Regions from separate parts of the Pan troglodytes genome. Here region 1 is linked to region 2. The links are chromatin contacts, called in public Hi-C maps. All regions are on one chromosome and are shown on one strand. The core of a region is the stretch at or near the end of the contact, and the rest is flanking DNA. Distances in the headings are between cores, read along the strand shown.

The links. A called contact is a pair of places that touch in the nucleus more often than the background predicts.
Region 1: a Hi-C map of stem cell-derived neural progenitor cells shows a contact between it and region 2, with 3 times the contacts expected there. The contact joins the enhancer-like site here to the promoter of EIF4E3 in region 2.

What each region holds. Positions count from the first base shown.
Region 1 is chr2:76,247,899-76,251,408 of NHGRI_mPanTro3-v2.0_pri, reverse strand. No RefSeq gene overlaps it. Among named protein-coding and RNA genes, the nearest start is that of RYBP, 190 kb to the left of the region's middle. Within about 2 kb of position 1,483, at least 10 of the 24 cell types and tissues checked have an H3K27ac peak or open chromatin away from gene starts, as enhancers often do. A contact at or near this core is called in stem cell-derived neural progenitor cells, where this site is marked.
Region 2 is chr2:75,717,514-75,721,351 of NHGRI_mPanTro3-v2.0_pri, reverse strand. EIF4E3 (eukaryotic translation initiation factor 4E family member 3) reads left to right here and starts at 2,486. Exons shown (of 7, transcript XM_016940113.4): 1 at 2,486-2,697. The coding sequence starts at 2,522.

The sequences.
Region 1 (3,510 bases), core at 234-2,733, 530 kb before region 2:
ATGTAATGGTGTTTTGGGTGGAGTAGGAACCAGAATTTGAATGACCAGATGAACAGAATTAGATGAGAATCCTTTTTCTGGTTGTCTATTTGCAGCCTCTAAGAAGTGAAGTCTCCTGACTCATCCACATTTGAGTTTGGACATATGCTACTGGGACTAATGAATTTAGATAGCTTGGATGGTGGTCCAGTTTCGGGGACCCCCATGATGGGGGATGGTGTCTTTCATGGTAAACAAGATGTCTGACAGCATAAACAGCACAGGGAGGAGCTCTGGGTACTGTATAATGAATACAAGAAACTACCCTACCTCACAGTGGCATATGTGTTTTCTGGAAAGTCACAGCTGTCAACTGAAGGGGAGACATCTCTAAACTCAAATGCTTCAGGGGCTTAAGCAGCTTTGCTGTGTGACCCCTCTAAGTGAGTGTGATGCAGCGAGCATGTCATTCATTTCTTCCAGTTGATGATAGGACTTGCTGGCCACCGGGAGCTGGTGCCAGGAGAGATTTGGGGTTCTGGAGGATGGTGGATTTTCAGCTCCAGCAACACCAGCAAGGAAACAGCAGTTTCAGTGCAAAGAGCTGCGAAATCCCAGCCTTCCTAGCCTCATGGCGCCTGGGTCTCTTTCACAGATACACGCAAGCAGTATTGGAGCCGGAACTGGCCTCTAGAAATGTCGACCAGTTGTCATCCTCACCAGCAGACTACCGGAGTGTTTATTTCTCTTCTGCTTTCGCCAGCTCTGGACATTCTCACTAAAAAATAAAACAACAAATCCTGCATGGCTTTAAGAAGTCTCTTTATACATATGCATACATAGAAGCCGGAGGGTCCCGAAGCCATTCTGATTGGGCAACAATTTGGAAGACAAATGATGACAGCCTCATTATGGGGCATGGCCAACCGACTGCCATCCTGCTTGAGAGGGTCGAGCAAGCTGCACACATTTTAATGTTCACTCGGGAGAGCGCTCCTCTCTTCCTCTTCAATTACCCAGCATGGTTACGTGGTGCTTTTCACTCACCAAGCCCTGGAGGTTAATTACTCCACACGGCGCCTTTTACCAGCAGGAGGTGTGCCTTGGCAGTCCTCAGCCCTGCACGTGGCCTGCCCAGATGGGTGGCACATCCCGCCCTCGCTGGCTGCTGGGTTTCAGTTTGTTTTTGTTTATGTTGGCTCCGTTTCAACAGAGCCTACAGATGTGGTCAAACTGGAAAGGGGGTGGGGGACTAGAAGCAAAGGGGGGAAATAAAGGCGCCAATCATTTCTGATATCATCTGATCTGACCAGAACTTTTTGAAGGGGTCAGTGAGAAAAGCCAGGCTTGGTCTGGGCCTCTGCTGCTTTCTATTTTCGGTCTTGTCTCCATCCCACCCAGAGAGTGGGAAGCCCAGGCACTGAGGCTCACCTTAAAGAGCCCGCGCAGAGCTTGCTCGAAGCAGCTCTGATTTCCAGGCCACAGGCAGGAATGGCTTGGTTCATTGGCCGCTTCTCCTCTTGGGGCTCCATGGGACTGGCTTAGTCCTAATGAGAGCTGGCAGACAGAGAGGAAGCAGGGTTGACAGAGAGCTGACTGCCCCTCCCCAGGCAGACTTTTCACCTGGCAGGTAAAAACCATCCCAATTAGCTGCCACAGCAAGGCTGGGCCTGGAGCTCACAGCCCATCCTGTCACCTGCCTTCCCTGGTGGCGGAAGCAGAAGCAAGCCTGGGGGGCATGGCGGGTGGGTGGGGGGCTGTAGGCTGTGGGTGTGTGGGAGGACCCAGTTCCCAGAAGAGGCTGCACTTTCTCTGGGGTTTCCACAAAGCCCAGGAGATCTCTTCTGGGACAAACCCTTGCCCCAGCAGGCTTGGGGAGGGGCAATGAAAGAGTTAAAGCCCTCACTTCTTCACCCACCTCCCTGCTCCCCTATGACTGTTCCAGTGGCCCCCCCTTCCTTGTGGGGCTCCTGCGGCTTCCACAGGGAGCCAGGCAGGGCCCTGCCCCTGGCTACATCTGCCAAATGCAAATAGTTGCTAAAGTTATTTAGTGTGTCCTCACGGCTCCTTTTTGTCACTGGTGTTCCCTAGGCAACCGCTGCTGGAATGCAGTCAACTTCTAGAGGTTCTTCACAGGCAGGAATAGAAAATGGCTCTTGCTCACTTCTTGTTTGGGGGCTTCTCTGAGTGGATCCTTACATTGGGAACTAGAGTCCTTGCTTTTCTTATTTGAAAAGAGGACAGCGAGAGAAAGCTGACCAAACTGCCCTCTAGAAGTGGAGGAGGTGGAAATTCAGGGTCCCTTTGCTACTTTCGCTGGATGGAGGTGACCAGGGCTACAGAGAATGGCCTTCAACATGTTTATTTCCTTCTGCCAAGACCTTCCCACAGGAGCGACCTTCCCATAGAGCAAGAGAGGTTTCTCTCTTCTTTCTAAAGATTATACAGATCAGTCAACTTTATCTTAAAGCTATATTTCTCATATAAGCAAAACATTTCTTATAAAAAATTAGAAAATACAGATAAAGTATAAAAAAGGGAAAAATCCCTATACACATTTCCCATAATCCCATCATCCAGAGATGATTACTATTAACATTTTGATTACATGCTTATATTTGTATAGAAGTCTTATACAAATTACCCCCAAACTCAATGGTTTTACAGTGGTTCTCAAACATTTTTGGTCTCAGGACACTTTTACACTTGTAAAGTCATTAAGGACCTCAAAGAACTTTTGCTAGGTCAGCTATATCTATCAATATTTACTGTATAGGAAATTAAAGCTCAGATAATTTTAGAATGAAGAAGGCACACACATGTATTCTATTAACTATCACAGCAATAATGTTATTACACATCATATAACCTATGGGAAAGTCCACTGTACACTCTTGAGAGTGAACAAGGCAAATAACATGTTAGTAGTATTAGCAAAAGAGTTTGGACTTTGCAGATCCTCTACTAGGGCCTCAGGGACTCCCCAGGAGTTCCCAGATCCCAGACCATGCTTTGAGAACTGCTGATTTTAAAACATTTAGAATTTGCTATTGCTTATGAGACCTCTGGTCAGCTGGAGGGCTCTTCTGATCTTGACTGAGCTCATTGGTGTATCTATAATCAAGTGTGACAGGTGAGTGGCTCTGCTGAACTTGGTGACTCCCTTATGTATTTGAGGGTTAGCTGGTTAGAGTCAGATCGAAGATGGCCTCAGTTGAGACTGCTAAGCTCTCCTCCATGGGGTCTCTCATCCTCCAGTGGGCTAGGCTGGGTTTGTGCACATGTCAATGTCAAGATTTTGAGAGCTGGAACAAGAGCAAGAGTGAGAAGGCAAGGTGGGTGGGGAGGGGGAAGAGAGAGAGAGAGAGTGCAGGAGTGCTCATGGCTTCTTGAGGTCTAAAGACAGGAGCACTGACTGTCAATTTCTCTATATTCTATTGACCAAAGTGACTCGCATGGCCAGGAGGTGCAAAATAGACTCTACCTCTTTTTGGGAATTGTGGCAAAGTCACATTATAAGGGGCATGGATA
Region 2 (3,838 bases), core at 1,237-3,736:
TAGCCCTTTTTTGCTGAGGATATTGTTAAAGGACATAAGGAAGGAGCTAAACTTGACAGTTAGACTAGCTTTAATCATTAGAAAGCAAAACTTCCTCTCTACCCATGCCTTGGAATTTTATACAGATATGTGTCACTTCGTAAATATAAATTTTCAGAATCAACCATTATTTATATATCAGCTATATATAAATTCATGTAACCACTTTGCAAAGCAATTTGGCAATATGTATCAAATTTTTAAATGCAGCCAACAATTCTTCTCCAAACTTATTCTGAGATTAGCTTGTGTAGATGAAGAAAGCCATAAATATAAAAATACTTACGGTAGCATTATTTATATAAGAAAATGTCTAGAAACCACATAAATGTTGGAGGCTAGTGAATTAAATTATATTACCTCTTTACAATGAATTACTTTGCAGCCCTTAAGATAAAGTACATCTATATGTTTTGATATGGAAAAATCTTCAAGGATATAATGTTAAGTGAAATAAGAAGGTACAGCATTGGTATTAAATGCTTCCATTTTGGTTATAAAAAAGATATAGATTTATAACTTATGAATCTAGATATATGCTTGCATGTGCATACTTGCATTTTTCTGGAAGGAAACTGTTGCCAGTGGTTTCCTCTGGGAATGAAGATTGATAGTCTTGGGAGGGAGGGAGACCTACTATTCACAGCTTGTTTTTACTTTGTGGACTTGTTAGTGTTCTGTGTAGAGAGGTAGGAGAGTCTGGCAGTTGAAAGTCTAGACTCTGGAGTCTGAATACCTATGTTCAAATCCCAGCTGTCCCACTTACTAGCTCTGTGACCTTGGGGTTATCTTAATCTTATCTCTGTTCCTCATCTGTAAAATGGGTTAATAGTATCTTCCTCACTGGCTTATTGTAAGGATTAAATGAGTTATTAAGGGTAAAGTGCTCAGAGCAGTTTAAACAATGCCATATACCACGCTTCTTGGAAAAATGAAAGGAGATATTAAGCAACAAGATAAATGCATCTAACCAAAAGCACCCTCCCCTGTTTTAGTGTTGGACAGATTTTATAAAATCTGTCATTGCTTCCAGCATTGTATGTTGTACAGAAGTTAAGTTTAAAGCAGCGGTCTTGTTTTTATTATTGTCACTTTATGTGACCTTGATTACCTTTTAGGGAGGGCATCTACTCTGGGATTCATGACAGTCTGCTATGATGCTGTTGATGCCCCTGAACTCATCTTGTTTTGTAGCTCTTCCATCCCAGCGAATGCTCAAGGCATGAACAGAACACATGCTAGGCCAGGTAGAAGGTCAATGAGGAGATGGAATCCCACGCCCTTCACTGTTCAAGGCCAGAGAGGAACTATCTAGAAATTCAAGTGTAAAGAGGATGTCCATGCTGGTTGTGACATGTGTGTTCACTTGCCTCATGCCTTTGCTTTTCTTTTGAAAAAGAAAGTGACAGAGACCTGGGGAGAGGCTGTGTTAGGAGGGCCCCTCCTACTTTGGGCTCAGGAATCTCACCGCCTAAGGGACTTCCTGGGTGCTCAGAGGTACAGGAAGCAGAGCGCTCTGTGTTCACAGGTGCCCGCTTTCCTCCTCCCCACTCGCCAGTGCTTTAGGGCAGATCTGGATACTTTGGCTGATTTTGGGAAATGTTCTCTGAAGTTAGCCACACATTAAGCCAGGCTTGAGGCCCTCACTGTGGTCACATGGTAGCTCCAGAGGTTGGGATGGGGGCTCTGGCCCCTTCAAATCAGCGGAGTTAGGAAGTATGCTCTCACCAAGAGGAATGCAAAGCCCACCTGCTCCAACCTCATGCCCCAGTCGGTGGTTCTCTTGTTCGTTCTTCTGTCTCGCCCTTTGTTCTGTACTCGCGGGCACTGGAGTCTCTTTATCCATTTGGCCATCGGTTCCCCTCTCCATTTATCTGTCACACCCAACTGTGCTTCCATCTGCCCTCCATCCCTCCTTCTCTCCTCCAGCCATCTGCCAGCCTTCACTCCGTCCTTCTGACTGCTGGTATGTCTGTCCATCCCTCCTTCCCTCGCACCACGTGGGTCTGGGGCTCCATCCCCTGTCTCATCCATCCCTCCATCTGTCCCTAGCCTGCCGCTCCATCCCGCTGCCCTTTTGCATGGCTGCAGAGCCAGCCCGCAGACCGTTCCCCGGTCCCTCTCACCCCCGTGGGCCCTCTAGCCCGTCCCCGGCCGCCACTCCAGGCCAGGCCGTCAGTCCCCCACGCTGGGCCCGCGCCTGAGCGGGATCGGCCCCCCATCCCTCCGTGGGTCTGTCTTTGTTCGGCGGCCCCGGCCCGGCCGTGCCTCCCACGGCCCCTCCGCGCGGCTCCCAGGCCCTGAAGGCGGCGGGCGGCGGGCGGCGGGCGGCGGGCGGCGGGCGGCGGGCGGCGGGCGGCGGGCGGCTAGCCCGGGGCGGGGCGGGGCGCGCGGGGCGGGGCGGGGCGGGGGCCGGGGGTGACTCAGCCGCGCTCGCCCCGCGGTCCGCGCGTCCGCCGGCCTTGCAGGCGGGGCGGAGAAAATGGCGCTGCCCCCGGCCGCCGCGCCCCCCGCCGGGGCCCGGGAGCCGCCGGGGTCCCGCGCCGCCGCCGCTGCCGCCGCCCCCGAGCCGCCGCTCGGCCTGCAGCAGCTGTCGGCGCTGCAGCCTGAGCCGGGCGGGGTCCCGCTGCACTCGTCCTGGACCTTCTGGCTCGACAGGTGAGGGGGCGCGGGGCCCGCCGCGCACGGCCCCGACCCGGGTCCTGCCGCCACCGCCGCTTTGTCTCGGCGCGGCCCCTCGCCCCGGCCCCGCTCCGCTGTGGCACAGACCCCGGCCCCTCCGCGCGTCCGCCTGCGCACCCCGGGACTCGCCCCGCCGGGTCGGAAGCCAGCTTCGGGCCGCGCCGGGCGGCTGTTCGGCGTCCTCGCCTCCGGGCCGGGGGAGGACAGCGCAGCCCGAAAAGTTTCGGCAACACTTTTTACCCCTTGTTCCCTTCCGATCGGAACGCGGCGTGCTGGCAGGGCCGTGGGAGAGGGTAGGCGAGCTGGGGGTGGCCGCGTCCCTGCTGCAGGGAGAGGGCTGTCCTGCTTACCCCGCGGGGCGCCTGGGAGCTCAGGACACGACCTCAGCTGTGACAGCGCTCGGAAAAGTTGCCCATCCGTTGGGAGGTGTGCGGTGGTGCAATGATTACTGCACGGCGGGCGCTCCCACCCCGTGTCCGGCCGCTGCTGCCGTGGACTCCTCTTCCAATTCTTCCTCATCCACTGGGCAGGTATTTCCTGAACACCTACAGTGGAGCCACACACCTGCTATGCGCTGGAGATTCAATAATGAGCAGCAGCTGACCTTGTCAGGAAGGGGGTGAATTATGGCTTTCTCAGGGGACAACCCAGGTGCTATCTTTTCAGAAAGACCCCCTGACTACCGTATCTAAAATAGAAACCTTGCTCCCTCGTTTTGTATTCTCCTGCCCTGCCTTCTTTTTCTTCCTAATGCTTAATGCAGCTGGATTTTATTATATATGAATTTGTTTACTTTCAGTCTGTCTCCCCAGCTCCTCAACACCTCCCCTCAGTTAAGGATAAAAGAGCAGTGGATTTTTGTTTTTGAACATTTTGGACCTAGAACTGTGCCTGGTCCCTAGTAAGAACACCAGAAATTGTTATGAATGAATAGATGGATGAATGCAAAGCCCCTTCTTAGTGTCTGCCCTGCAGTGGGTGCCCAATGATGACACCTCAAAGTTGTCCCAAGAGCATTTGGAAATTTTGATGAAACCGTGTCTACTCTGGCTAAGTGTTAGGAAGAAATGTGTGACAGTGTTCTGAGAAGTTTGCTTGGTACACACAAATCTGGTTT